Linked DNA regions of Mus musculus: all the other regions are linked to region 2. The links are chromatin contacts, called in public HiChIP or PLAC-seq maps. All regions are on one chromosome and are shown on one strand. The core of a region is the stretch at or near the end of the contact, and the rest is flanking DNA. Distances in the headings are between cores, read along the strand shown.

Evidence for each region. HiChIP or PLAC-seq counts read pairs in DNA pulled down with a chosen protein or histone mark.
Region 1: an HNF4G HiChIP or PLAC-seq map of pancreatic cancer cells shows a contact between it and region 2. The contact joins two enhancer-like sites. A contact is called at or near these places in 1 of 484 Hi-C or Micro-C datasets (the N1E-115 cell line) and 2 of 115 datasets of contacts at active chromatin or transcription factors (extraembryonic endoderm stem cells and pancreatic cancer cells).
Region 3: a contact with region 2 is called in a FOXA1 HiChIP or PLAC-seq map of pancreatic cancer cells. The contact joins two enhancer-like sites. A contact is called at or near these places in 2 of 39 promoter capture datasets (both in liver) and 1 of 115 datasets of contacts at active chromatin or transcription factors (pancreatic cancer cells).

The regions. Positions count from the first base shown.
Region 1 is chr3:121,538,647-121,543,226 of GRCm38.p6, forward strand. No RefSeq gene overlaps it. Among named protein-coding and RNA genes, the nearest start is that of Gm40135, 4.3 kb to the right of the region's middle. Within about 2 kb of position 1,530, at least 59 of the 459 cell types and tissues checked have an H3K27ac peak or open chromatin away from gene starts, as enhancers often do. A contact at or near this core is called in the N1E-115 cell line and pancreatic cancer cells, where this site is marked.
Region 2 is chr3:122,474,276-122,479,257 of GRCm38.p6, forward strand. The region is part of intron 3 of Bcar3 (breast cancer anti-estrogen resistance 3); the gene reads left to right. It overlaps Gm34349 (a long non-coding RNA gene), which reads right to left. Exons shown (of 2, transcript XR_376033.3): 2 at 2,186-3,554. Among named protein-coding and RNA genes, the nearest start is that of Gm34349, 3.5 kb to the right of the region's middle. Within about 2 kb of position 1,631, at least 172 of the 459 cell types and tissues checked have an H3K27ac peak or open chromatin away from gene starts, as enhancers often do. A contact at or near this core is called in the N1E-115 cell line and pancreatic cancer cells, where this site is marked.
Region 3 is chr3:123,056,941-123,061,674 of GRCm38.p6, forward strand. No RefSeq gene overlaps it. Among named protein-coding and RNA genes, the nearest start is that of Myoz2, 24 kb to the left of the region's middle. Within about 2 kb of position 3,086, at least 22 of the 459 cell types and tissues checked have an H3K27ac peak or open chromatin away from gene starts, as enhancers often do. A contact at or near this core is called in pancreatic cancer cells, where this site is marked.

The DNA of each region.
Region 1 (4,580 bases), core at 280-2,779, 940 kb before region 2:
CTTCAGACACACCAGAAGAGGGCGTCAGATCTCGTTATGGATGGTTACTGTGGTTGCTGGGATTTGAACTCGGGACCTTTGGAAGAGTAGTCAGTGCTCTTAACCGCTGAGCCACCTCACCAGCCCCAAGTTTAGAATTCTTATTATAGTTATGTATGGCAGACTACATTACTTATTAGTAGAAAGTCCCCACACACAATCACTTAGAATAAAAGCCAAGTCACTCCCATATACAGGAATTTACAATGGTTTAGGAATTAGATCAAGCTGTGGTTTTAAAGTATTGCATTATTCATGAGAAGGTTAGCTAGAACGGAACTCCCTAATTAGAGCCATGACTTGGGCATGAAAGCCCTTGCCCTGGGAGTGTAAAGACCTCACACCTGGCTTCCTAGAATATAGCTGACCTTAGATAGAGCTGACCTTGTCTCAGTTGTTTTATTGCCCAGTTCCTGCCAGTCTTTGTGTTTGCATTCCTGTTTTGTGTGATAGTCATTAAGCATCCAGTAATCTCATTGTACCTTGCCGATGTGTCACCGAACTTCCCTATTTTCTACTGTATAAAAAGTTTGATGCTCAATTTGACATTACATTCAGATCCAACACACTCTCTCGTGTCATGTCTGTTTGTCACCCCATTCTCGCCGACTCTATGTCCACCTGCCGGAACCCCTGACTCCCCACGAATTGAGGGGGGCCGATTGAGCCCGGTCCGTGGAAGGTCTTTAAACTAATTGGTTTACAGCACCTGGTTAAACCATAAGGAGGGAGCGTACATCAAAACCGGAGCACCTTGACCTAGGAAAGACTTAGGTTTTCTTAGCCCACTCTGTTGTTATCAGCTAGCAGCAGCTACTATGTCTATTTTGTTACTTCCAGGGACATTTTGTGATTTTTCTCAGACCTCAAGGGCAGGGGCCATGCCCTTGCCTAAGGGCAAGTTAACTTAGAACGGAGTCTACAGTGCAAATGGACTTTCTTCATAAAAGCCTGTTGCTATACATTTAAAAAAGATCAAGATATTGAAGTATCCGCTAAATATAAACGGCACAGAATCAGAAGAGTTTTTCTGCCTTAGTATTGTGTACAAAGATGTTAGAATAAGAGCTCATCCACCTTCAGCCTTTTCCGGGTGAGTGAGTTCTAATTTTTACTGCTTTCATCTGTTTGCTTTCAGCTCATCTTGGCTATTGTAATGGCCCTTGTCAGAGGCTTTGGTGGGCGCCTCTGAACTGATGTCAGACCGTGGACTGCAAGTCTAGACAGGGAAGAGTAGGAAGCACTAGAGTGCAGGTCATGACCCCACAGATAAAACACTAGATTGGCAGCAGCTGGCCCAGCCAGTCTCCCTGAGGCCGGCTGGGCAGGGGTGGGGGTAGGGGGAGTGGGGGATGGGGGTGATGTGATTGAGAACGGGTCAGGAGCTCCTGGAATCCTGAGCCCAGACACCTGATTTCACTCCCTCAAGTCCCACCCTGCTCTGTGGACTTTCACCCAGTTCTTTCTCCAAATACTTACAATTTAATCCAGAAGATGGAGCCAGAAGACTTCAAGCAGAGCTCATGGGCCTCAGACTCTAAGTAATTATTTACAAGACAAAGTGAGCGGCTGGTGAACTCTACCCAATCGGTTGATTAATGAGAGCTGAGCCACGATTTCTCTTCTACACTAGATATACAAGGCATCTTGTGTTCTGTTTGATTGTCTTGTTTTTGTTTTTCCTCTGGGACAACGGGATCTAAAGAGAAACCCAGGAGGAAGCGCAAAGGACAGAGAGAGAGAGAGAGAGAGAGAGAGAGAGAGAGAGAGAGAGAGAGAGAGAGAAAACAGAGGTAATCACAGAAGTCATGGGGAGAGAGGCCCCGCTGAGCCCTGAAAGATGAGCCTGCTTTAAGATACAGTTAATCAGCTCCAAACTGAATCTCATGGAGCATTTTGTAGGGTGGAAGCCTTGGAAAACAGCATCTTAAACTGTCTCTTACGTGTGTGTTTAGGCAAAACCTCATTGTCTTCTTTCTCATTTTAGTGCTGGGGTCTGAACCCACGGCTTTATGCACCCTAATCATTTGTTCTGCTGCTGGGCTCAACTTGTTGTATAAATAATCAAACTTGAAAGGGAATATTATGTTAGCAAATGTATTAGAGCGATAGTGAGGACAAGATACAGTCCTGGGGAGCAAATTCAGAGGCCTCATGATACTGTACATCGGGCTGGAGAGATGACTCAGCAGTTAAGAGCACTGATTGCTCTTCTGAAGGTCCTGACTTCAAATCCCAGCAACCACATGGTGGCTCACTCTGTAATGAGATCTGACGCCCTCTTCTAGGGTGTCTGAAGACAGCTACAGTGTACTTCCATCTAATAAATAAATAAATCTTTAAATAGAAAAGATACTGTACATCACACAGGCAAGAGTTCAGATTGTGGGGCTGGAGAGGTGGCTCAACGGTTAAGAGCACTGATTGCTCTTCTGAAGGTCCTGAGTTCAAATCCCAGAAACCACGTGGTGGCTCACAACCACCCGTAATGTGATATGATGCCCTCTTCTGGTGCGTCTGAAGTCAGCTACAGTGTACTTGTGTATAATAATAAAATCTTTGGGCTTGGAGCGAGCAGGGCTGACCGGAGTAAAATTTAATTTCCAAAAACCACATGAAGGCTCACAACCATCTGTACAGTTACAGTGTACACACATACATAATTTAAATAAATAAATCTTAAAAGAGCACTGACTGCTCTTCCAGGGGTCCCGAGTTCAATTCCCAGCAACTACATGGTGGCTCACAACCATCTGAAATGGGATCTGATGCCCCCTTCAGGTGTGTCTGAAGACGGCTACAATGTACTCATATACATTAAATAAATGAACCTTTAAGAGAGAGAGAGAGAGAGTATGGAGTTGTTGAGGAGGCAGGAGTAGATCTAGGAGGGAAATGCCAAGATACATTGTATGAAATTCTCAAAAAACTAATACAAATATTATTTTTAAAAGCTACATTAATTTGGGATGCCAGCTTCACTGGAGATAAGTAATTAGAAAAATGGAATCTGATGTACTTATCTGATGTACTAAATGGACTCATCAGGTTGTATTACACACACACACACATGTCACAATAATAATTAAAGAAGACATCGCTGGGCAGTAGTGGCACACACCTTTAATTCCAGCATTCAGGAGGCAGAGGGAAGTGGATCTCTATGAATTTGAAGATATCCTGGTCTACAGAGTGAGTTCCAGGACAGCCAAGACTGCTCAGAGAAACCTTGTCTTGAAAAACCGAAGGGAAAAAAAAAGCCAGGGGGGAGAGAAAGAGAACAGAAGACATCATGAACTTGATAAGGCATTGGGTGTATACAACACATGAGGGATTAGAACGAGAGATGGTGGAGTGGAAATGGTTTAAATATACTACTCATGTATGATAACCTATAAATAAATAAATCCCACAATCATGTCATGATTTTGGATACAGTTTCTTTTCTTTCCCTTTTTATTTTATATATGAAAACACTGAAGTCATTTTCTATGCATAAAACCTCTGGGTTGGGGAGAAGGCTGGGAAGCTTGCTCAGTTAGTAATGCACATTGCAAACGCAAGGACCTGGGCCTGGTTTACAGAGCCGTGTGGCAGATCTGAGGCCCGGAAGCACAGGCTTATAATCCCAAGCCTGGGGAGGTGGAGGCAGAAGGGTCTCTGTGCTTGCTGCCAGCCCGTCTAGCCTGCTTAGAACACTGGGTGGTGCTTGAGGAATGGTGCTGGAGGTTCACCTGTGTCCTCCACATGCATGCACACATATGCACACATGCATATACATCAATCCCTCCACAGCACACATACATATGCACACATGTATATACAACAACCCTTCCACAGCACACATACATATGCACACATGTATATATATCAACCCCTCCACAGCATGCACACATATGCACTCTTGTATACATCAACCCCTCCACACACATACCCACTGAAATTTTATGTATAAAATGTTTGGAGTTATAAATGTCTATTTATGATAACTAAACTTGAAAACCCTGTAAATGTCTTTAAAAAGTATAAGTTCCTAATAAAGACTTCAGTTACTCACTTGTTTTTGAAAATATGACAGCATGATGCATGTTTGTGCTCCAGTCCCAGGGAAAGGGCAATTTGTTTCACTTGTGTCTGTAACATGACTACCACTACCTAAAATAACTATAAAAGAAAAATTCTGGAAGGAAACTTACTAACATGTTAATAATGGATTCTGAATGGAGAAAACAATAGAAAACTTAACCATCCTTTCCCCATTCATTTCTGTGACTCCCCATTGTCTTTCGTAATGACTCTCCCTGCCCACCCACATTGCCGTCTAAGGTCCCTGTTTGTAGCCCCTGGATAAACAGAACAGCTCCCTTTGAACTGTTTTCTTTGGACAGAATACCATTATCAGTTCATGAGACCCACAACCACAAGGTGTCCTACAAGGACACGGAGTGGCTCTGAGCTTTTACAAGAGGACAGTTGAAGGTAGATGATCCTCAGGGCTGTTGTAGCTGATCAACTGGGAACAAGCAGGGCAGCCTGGAGAA
Region 2 (4,982 bases), core at 381-2,880:
GGTTACAGGAAGTCTGCTAAGTGACTGAGCCCACATCAGAAAAGGGGCAGGCTTATTCGTCAGTCCAGCCAATGGGAGAAAAGGACAGGAAGTTCTCCTAGTCAGGGAACTTCTAAAGATGCCCTCTTATGCCAAATCAACGTACCAGTCGTCTCTGCCCTTTCTCTGCTGTGTCTCCCTGTCTGCAGCATTATATATTAAAAGACGGTTTCGTTCTCACTAGTCTCTTGAATTTGTTATGATCATATTTCCAACACCACCATCTGGTATTTACACTTTTCCCCATAAATGTTTTAGGATCATAGTAGGCTATTTTTCTAATTATCTCTGTCTTCTTGGGATACACATATACTGTGTTGACACATGACTGCTAAACTCTGCAGATATTCCTCCCCATACCCTTTTCCATCTTCTTAAAACCTGTACACAGCTCTCTGCAGTTTCACTCTCTTTGGTTTATTTATGGGCTGGATAGTTTCGTGGTGGCCACTGTGACAGAGGAGATAGAAGTGGGCCCTTGGGAGAGCTGTGTATCACCTGATTATCACCTGTGTGGCCTTGGAAAGATTTCTACATCTGTTATCGCAAGTGACCCAGCCCTAAGACACAGTGTTCCAGATAATGATCCAGACTCTCCAGACCCATTCCTGCTGCTCACCCTGGTACCTCCCCCTTCCTCCACCCAGCCCTCCCACTTACTTTGGAAGGAGTGCCGTAAGGTGCACAGGGACAGGGTGGGGGTTGGTGGCATTCTACTAGCCTTTGAACACTGGCAAAAACAACCCATTGTCCTCACCCTAGGCACCAAGTAAAGAAAATATTGACCTTTTAGATGTCACTTCTGAAGACATCGTTGTACTTGGCAGCCATCAAGGAAGTGAAGACATTGGCTGCCGATCAATGCAGTCTCTCACAGAGAGCCTTCGGATCCGGCCTTTCCCCACCAAGGGCACAGGAGGTCTATACACAGAGAGGTGTTCCTGGCTTGTGCTCAACACCTGAGGCTTGCTGCCTCCTGGTCCAGAGATTCTGTTCTCAGCATCCCCAATCTATGAGCTACACTTCCCTGACTGTTATATGTTGTCCAGTATCCCTGACATTGCGGATGAACCCTCAACCTGTGCTGCTGGACTATCTGTCACTGGATGAGGGGAGGTCTGCCTCCTGGATTTGCTTTAGATTAGAGTGTTCTGGTCCTGGCAGTCAGGTGTGATGCTTCTGTTAGCACATCAGATAAAGCAGGTTCTGGCTTGCTCTCATTACTCATTCTAAGAACTACTGCTTGCTGCCCAGACCATGGTGATAATGATGCCCCCCTCCTAGTGTGCTAAACGAGACACTGGTAGAATTCTCAGCAGAAATTCTGGCCCTTGGGAACATCACACACTAGGAAATGAGGTAGAGAGATGTGGGTGACCGCCATGGCCTTTCTAGATGCACTCCCCAGATGTGTGGCTGCCAAGAGGTTGCTGAGATCAGACTTGTACATATTACACATTTACTGTGATACACAAGGCCCTCCCACCAGAGGAGCACAAGGGCTTGTCTTTTTCACAGGGGAAAGCTACTTCACAGCCATAAGGGGTCTCAACACTGCTTGCCTGGCTCCTCCTCTTACCAGTCACAGCCCTGCTAAGCCAACCGGTGTCCATGGCAACCAGACAAGTGTTTTGCAGGTCCAGTCATGATCACTAGGCTATTTTGCTCACTTCCTTTCTACTGGCTATTGAAAGCCTTTCTGAATCTTAGACTGGTGACCTGACTCAGCAGGTAAAGGTACCTGCCATGAAACCTGCTGACCTGAGTTTGATTCCCCAGAACCCACAGGGTGAAGGAGACAATAGATTCCCACATGGAAGCTTGGACATGCGCGCATGCATACACACAGACACTTTATCTATTAAGTTACTTTTTTAAAAAGTGGATAACCAATCAGTGGGGACTTCTAGGTCCCCTAAGTGTTTGGGAATTGAGTATAAGCTCTAACCTATTTCTCCAGTGAGCACATTATCACCCAGTGGTTCGTATGGATCATAGAAGCCATACTTCACCTCCCAGTTAAGAGCTCCTAATACAGACTGATTTTCAGTGCTGTTTTGGCAGAATGCAGGATTAATCACTGTCTCATTCAGATGATAATAGCCAGGTTGTTTCTGACTGACAAAAGACCATTTTTCTACTGAAGTGTTTTTCATTCAGGTAGCTAAACTTTATTGCGAAGGGATTAATTCCACTGTTTTCTGTCAGGGTTGGAATGAGTGTGGTCTCCCTCGGTGCCTGCCTGCCCTGTGCCTAAGCAATCCTCACTGTGACTGGTGGATTCCTGCTGTTGCAGGCTTAGGGGAGGCAGAGAATAGTTTCTCCGGGGAATACAGACAGGCAGTATAAATTAGAACAGCATGGATGGTGGTGGTGGTGGTGGGGGGAGAACGGCACAATCTTCATGAGGCTAGACACAACATGACTCTAGAAATAAGTTAAAATCAGACAGTCCAGAAATTTGGACCAGAGCAGTATGAAGAAATTAGGCACCTGGGAGATGGTTCTCAGGGCACTCTAAGCAGAAGCCAAAGATCGGTTGTCATGGCAACAGCCACCCAGCATGGAGGTGTTGGAGGAGTGAGATTGGCAGGACAGCAGGTCAGAACATAGACTAAAGTCTAATTTTGCAGCCAGAGACAGGGACAATGACAGGGGTGGTGGTGGGGTATCACCCAGATCTCACGAATTACCCATAGGTACTCAGTCAGGTTGGCTGGAACAGGGGTATCCAATAGTAGATGGGCTTTGGGGTGAGCATGGAGACAAATACTGTGGCTTTGTGTCCTGCCTGTTTCCATCAACAGCTCATCAGATAACGATGATGCAGGGGACCCTCTGAGACATCTGAGCAAGTGTGATTAAAGATCCTTCGTATGTCTTCCGATTATCAGGTTTTGAAGTTGAGGATTAAAATATACTTTTAATGCTAAATACTCTTGATCATCTATCTCCTCTTTAGTTCTAGTTTTAAAAACTCAGAAGGGTCCTCAGCACCAGCTGCAGTCCGGCAGTGACTCAGTCATTGTCCACCTTCTCTGAGGACAGAGGTCCGGGTCGCCCAGCATCTGAGAGTTGTCAGCGACAGAGGATGGTTTCTAGTGCCTTTCTTCAAAGAGGAATGGAAACTCACATTTGCAGACTGTGCCTTGCATGTATTGGGGATCAGGCTTTATAATGTTATCATTCGTTGCCTGTAATCACCTGGTATGTTTGGGGAGCAGCTTGAGGTTTTGAGAGGTCAAGTCATCTCCCAAGGTCACTTCAGCTAGCTACTGGCGCAGCACTGACGCCTGGAACATGTTCGGAGTCTCTTTAGAGCCACGTGGATGTCTGTCTCCAGGCTCAGTTTTGGAAGGTGCCAATTTGCAGAAGTGCCTGTAAGATTGCCTGTAAGATGGGAAAGAGCTCAGTTGGTCCTGATGGGGGTGGGGCACTCCCCGAAGGCTCCGCTGCAGAGGGACCGCTGTGCCTCTTCTGTAGTCGTTGCCTGTCAGCTCTTTATGTTGTTCTCACTAAAAGTAGGAGGGAAAGAAAAGGCAGTGTGTACAGCAGAGAAAACCCAGAAGGAGAGATGATGGAAACAAGCTTTGCTCTGCATGTGATGTCTGCATGGTTACTGTGGAATGGGAGGCAGCCTGGCAAAGGAGATGCTGAACCACCCTGGATGGATTAGACTCCCAGGGACTTACAGGGGATCTAGAGGAGTCCCCTGAAATGTTATATCAAGGATCATGATTCTGCCTCTTGACCTGGGAAGATGGCCCATGGCTTTCTACTAAAAGATGCCCACCCAAGCCTGCCAGGTAGTCTGAGACTAACTGAGAAGTTGAAATCCCTACATCTTATACTCTTCTTCCTCCTCCTCCTCCTCCTCCTCCTCCTTTTGAGACAGGAACTAGGATACGTAAGATCCTAGACCGATGACCTTGCACTCGTATCCTCTTAGGTGTTGGGAGTATAGGAGAATACTATATAGTGTATGCAGTGCTGGGGTATGGAAGCCAGGTCTTCATTTGTGCTAGGCAAGTACGTTGCCAACTGAGTTACAGCCCCAGCCTATGTGCATATTCTTTTAATTTTTACTGTAATGCCATGGTATAGAAACAGAAGCGTGTGAAATACAGCATTTCCAAGGGGATACTGGGAGATGATAGGTGTTTGTGATAGAGCGATATCTAGGGTAGAATTATAAAGCATAACAGTATGAAAGAAAACTCAAGGCTGCCTATTGCTTCATGTTATTCAGCTATGCAATTTTAATAGCTGTTTGGAGAATCATAAACTTGTTGGGGGGAGGTGCAGGGATCTGATGTCCAATAGAAAGGAATCTATTTGTGAAGACTGTACTTAGTCTTTGTGTTGGGCAGATCGATGTTGTTTCCTGAAAGAGACCATTTAACAGCCATCATCCCTCATCCCCCTTGAGAAATCTGGGGAAACTGTCAACCTGAGATGCAGATGCCTGAGTGTCTGTCACACTGAAGAGCCTGCTTCTAGAGACTCTGCATCCGCCAGGGCACAGCAGGTGCTTGTGAACCCAGAGCGGCAAAGATCTCAACAGCACATCCTACTCTCTGCCCACCTAGTCTGGCTTACATCCCTTTTTGAAGCAAAAACTGAATGTGATTTGCCCAGTGGGTAATGTGTTGGACTATCTTCAACAACCTTAGCTGCTCTGTCTAGCTGCTTCTCCAGCTTTAGCCTTTCTCGGTGGTATCTGAGACCAGCTCTGTTCCATCAGGCCCTGTGGCTCTTTGTGTGGAGGTGTATGTGGCAACCACAACAGTTTCTTCTGCCCTACAGATGCTCCTCAACTCTGAACAGGGTGACAGAGCTGGCCAGAAATTGAAACAATTCTAACACGAAGAGGAAATTAATAATATACCTGACCTTCCAGGCATCCCAGCTTAGTCCAGCCTGCCCTGGATATTCAGAGCAGT
Region 3 (4,734 bases), core at 1,836-4,335, 580 kb after region 2:
TGGGCTCTCCTACATCAATCACCAGTCCAGACTACCCACTCCCCCAAGCAGACCTGCCCATAGGCTAACCTGATCTAGGCAGTTCCTCCATTGGAACTTTCCTTGCTGATGTACCTGGGGTGTGTCAGGTTGACAAATAAGGATAAACAAATCCGCTTGTATTTTCTTGGCTAGACACTTTGTTATTAACAGAGATTATGTTTGAGTCACCCTCAGTTCTTGTTCATGAGACTTCGTTCAAACACTAAACTCCACCGGCACACGCAGCTCCTCTGACGGCACAACCTACGTTTGAAGGAGATGCTTTCCATATTCACTTTGGATCCCTTGCAGATGTGACACAAACCTCAAAATAAGTGAACTTTCTGCGTTTGTAGTTAAAACAAAAGAAAATAAGCTTAAAAAAATGTACCTGCCGGATCTAATTAGTTCTAGGCGACTAGATGGAATGTACCAGCACACAGACTTAGAGTTATCATTCCGGAATCTTTTCTTTTTGTTTTGCATTGGGTTCTGAAGTTTACTCCTACCAGGTCCCCAAGCAACACTGGTCTTCCCAGATACAGCTATCGATCCTTGTATCTTACCATGAGTGGTCAGCAAAGAAGAAACCCGTGCTCAGGATATCAATGTCTAAGTTCCAAAAGAAAATTATCTAAATAATAAAATTTTCTTTTTGATAGTCATGGAAGGCTTAAGTAACTTTGATGTATACTGGTTTTCTTTTTTATCCTATTTTTTTTAAAAAACAGGGTCTTATTATATAAGCTTCCAAGGATGCTGTAGCACTCAGTAGATAGCCAGCTGGCCTCCACCTCACCAACCTTTCTTCTCAGCCCCGTAGCTGGTGGATTTGTAGACATGTGCCAGCATCCCTGGCTGTATACTGGTTCCTAACTAGTGAACCGGAAAGGGCACTCAGATACTAGAAATTAGCTTTGACACATAAGCTACATTCATAAAGTACACTGTGTGTTGAACACACTCATCATTTTCTATTGAAATAGAAATTGTGTGTTACCCAGACACATGGCATAGTGGAAAGAAATTGTTATGCCCAAATCGGGAGCTATATTCCTAGGAGCGGTTCTATCCTGTGATGTTGACCGAGTCATGTAGTTCCCACTGGGCTGTAGAGTCATGTAGTTCCCACTGGGCTGGGAGTCATGTAGTTCCTTGTTTGGTTCCGAAGAGGGTTGGCTGAGCCGGTGCTGTAGCATGGTTACAAGCCTTGAACTGTGTGAGAGCTTCTGTGTCTGTGTTATGGAAACCGTGCACGATGAGGTATACGTATTCCTGCTTCTATGTGTTGTTGTTTATTTTCAACAGTCTACAGGAGATGGATAAAATTAAATTCATCTTAGCTTCTTTATCTTTGGTTATCCCAAAGGTGCACCCAACCGTGGGGTCAGCGAGCAAATGTTTGAGCATGTGTAAACAATCAGCTTTCCCACTGTGAAACCAACTTGGCAAAAATCATAAGCAGGGTAAGGCAAAGAAAACAGGTTAAGCCCTGCCTGGAATGTGTGAGAGATCCCTGCCCCAAATGAATATTCTTCCTGATCTTTGCTTGCTTGCTTGCTTGCTTGCTTGCTTGCTTTTGGTTTTTTTGAGACAGGGCTTCTCTGTTTAGCCCTGGCTGTCCTGGAACTCACGCTGTAGACCAGGCTGTCCTCGAACTCAGAAATCCACCTGCCTCCGCCTCCCAAGTGCTGGGATTAAAGGCGTGCGCCACCACTGCCCCACTGACATTGCTTTCTTATCCTCTCTTCTCTAGCAACATTTCATTGCCCAAAGATAAAAGAGTAAAGAACAATAATGTAACCAAGGCATCCATATACAAATCTCCTGCCTCAGAAATCCTATAGTGAAGGTGTTTCCTGACCTGAACGAACCTGAGAATTCATTTGTATATCTTTTATGAAGATAGACAAGAAAGCCAAGGGTTTAGACACCATGAGAAGCTTGCTGAGAGGCCCACATGCTATAAAGTCAGAATATAAAAGGGTTATACCTGCAGCCCAAGGGAGAGCCAAAAATAAACTTGCTTGTACTATGTACATTGCCCCTCCCTGGAGATATTACCTGTGTTTAACCTCTGGCCAATAAAGCCAGGTGTGGTTCACACTTGTAATTCCAGCTGCTCAGGAGCTAAGGCTATCACACATTCAAAGATTGTTTGGTATACATAGCAACTCAGAGGCCAGCCTGCCTGTGCAATTTAGCAAGACTCCACATCAAGCAAAAGTAAGAGAGAGATGAGCTTGGTGGTGGCGTTCCTGTCCAGTATGCACAATAAGCAGGGTATATAAAAAAGTCTCTTTAGAACTTCTCACTATTAACTAGTTTTGTATGTGTTTGAAGACTGGCTTTCCACATTCTCCTGAAGCTGGGAGAATCTGAAGACAGTAGGTATTTTCAAGTGATCCTAAGCCAACACTGCAAAGACACTTAAAAGAAACAAACGGGAACTCCATGTATAGAAGGCCATTTTTCCTCAGGTCTTAAAGACGAGGAAAGGCTCAAGAAAGATGAGTAGTTCATTAAAATCCTACACGTACCTTCAGATTCTGGCTTCTTCAGCAGATGGGGTCCATTACAGAAAGCTCCAGCTGGTGACTAACTGACCCCACCTGACATATCTACACCACTATACTGTATGATCCCTATACCTGAGCCATAGGGACCATCAGAGAAGAGAGGGTGAAAAACTGTAAGAGCCAGGGACCATAGTGAGAGCTGAGAGAGCATCTTTTATGTGGGACGGGGAAGCTATAGTCAAGAGTGACCTTGAACTTCTCATCCTCCTGTTTCCACCTCCTGAGTTCTGGGATGGCAGGTATGGAATCCCACACTGGGGTTATGCAGGGCTGGGGGTCTGCATTGGTTAATGCACTAAAGATGGCCTCTGAAGATGTCTTTGATGCATAAACAATGAAAATAAAGTTACTTCCTCTTGGATTAATTTGACCAAGAGCAAGCCCAAGTTTGAGTTCTCCACTTTCTCTCCCTGCTTTCTGTCTGCCTGTAGTTGGTGGTTACTGGCCTATCTGTGATCTGCCTGTTGTACATCTCTAAAGCTGTGCCCTGTTCATTATGCCTGTGAGCTGTGCCTGTGTCTGTCTGAATCTGTGCTTGTGTCTGATACTGTGTCTGGTTCTTCCAAAAGGCTTTGTTCTATGGTAACTGAGCAGCACAGAAAACATGATGGGGAAAAGGAATGGGGGATTATTATTTTCTTTTTAGACAAACTCTTCAATCGAATTTCACAAGGGTAGCAGTTGCTGCCCCATATGACTCAAGAGTGTAGCACTCGACATTGTAAACAGACATTATCAATCCATAGCCACATGCTGCTTGCAATATCGATGGTGGCTATTTGTTTTAAGGTTGCTTCCAACCTGTTAGCTGCTCTCAACAAATCATTACCACAACACACACACACACACACACACACACACACACACACACACACACACATCATTCTGTGTCAGGGACACAGAAGATAAGGTAATTTAAGATTAAAGCTATGTGTTAACTTAGGTTATAAAATCTGATCACATGGAAAATTCAAGGAATATTAAGATTGGTTACATTGTTCTCTTAAAGGTGGGTTAAACTTAAACAGACTGAGCACACACTGGGACAGCAGGGTTTTTAGTAAAAGTCTGAAGTTATCTCAAGACATATTATTAACTTGGCTGCAAAGTCTGGAAAAGTCTGTTCTCAAGTTCAGGACTCAGGAGGTAGAAACAGGAGGATGAGAAGTTCAAGGTCACCCGTGTCTACACAGCAAGTTCAAGGTCAGCATGGGCTACAGGAGAGATTCTCACCAAAACAAGAAAAGGGTGGGGTAGAAACAGAGAAGGGAACAAGGGAGGGCAAGGGAGACTTAAAATCAGCTGTAGGGAGAAAATATCTGACAGTATGAAGAAAGCAAGAAACTGAGAATCACACCGAACTTCCAGAGCATAGTCCAGTTACCGCAAAAGTGAAAAGAAAGACTTTAACAGGATTAATGTTGACATATACAGAATTCTCGTATGTGCCAGGAGGGCCCATATGTGCCAACTAATTCTTTGACAATACTATTATGGTAAGAGTCTTCATTCTATCATAAGGAAAATGAAGTGAAAGGTAATTTATTCTCCCCACTGGTGTGTGTGTATGTCAGTGTACTTGTGATTATATACTACCAAGCTGGGGTGAGTATATAATTTGAACTCCATAGCCCTCCTGCCTCTTCCTCCCACGTGCAATGATTACAGCCATGTGCCACCATTGCACAGCTAAGACATTTCTAAAGACCACAAGGCTGAATAGTGAAATCTAGTTTATTTGTCTGTTTACCTCCAGATATTATGTTTGCTTTGCCTTGTGCTTTGAAAGAACAAGAGAAGAAAGCCAGCAAATGAAATGACGACTCCATGATGGCATCTCCTGTGAGGCTCTAGAGGAGGACTGGCAAGGAGAGAATCCTGAGGTAAAGTTAAAATCACACTGGATCTTTCCTGTGACAGATTTCATATTGTAGACTGCTGATACTTGGGACTGTCCACAAAAACCACAGTACATATTCCCTCAGTAGGATGACCTGTGGAAAAGCCCACATTTTCCATTCACTCCTTAATTCTACGAATACACGGGGTACTTAATGGAGTCCTGCTCTGTACTGGGTGCTGAGCTACAAAAGCCCCCAGCGCCTACACTCATGGAATTTGTAATCTACTAGGG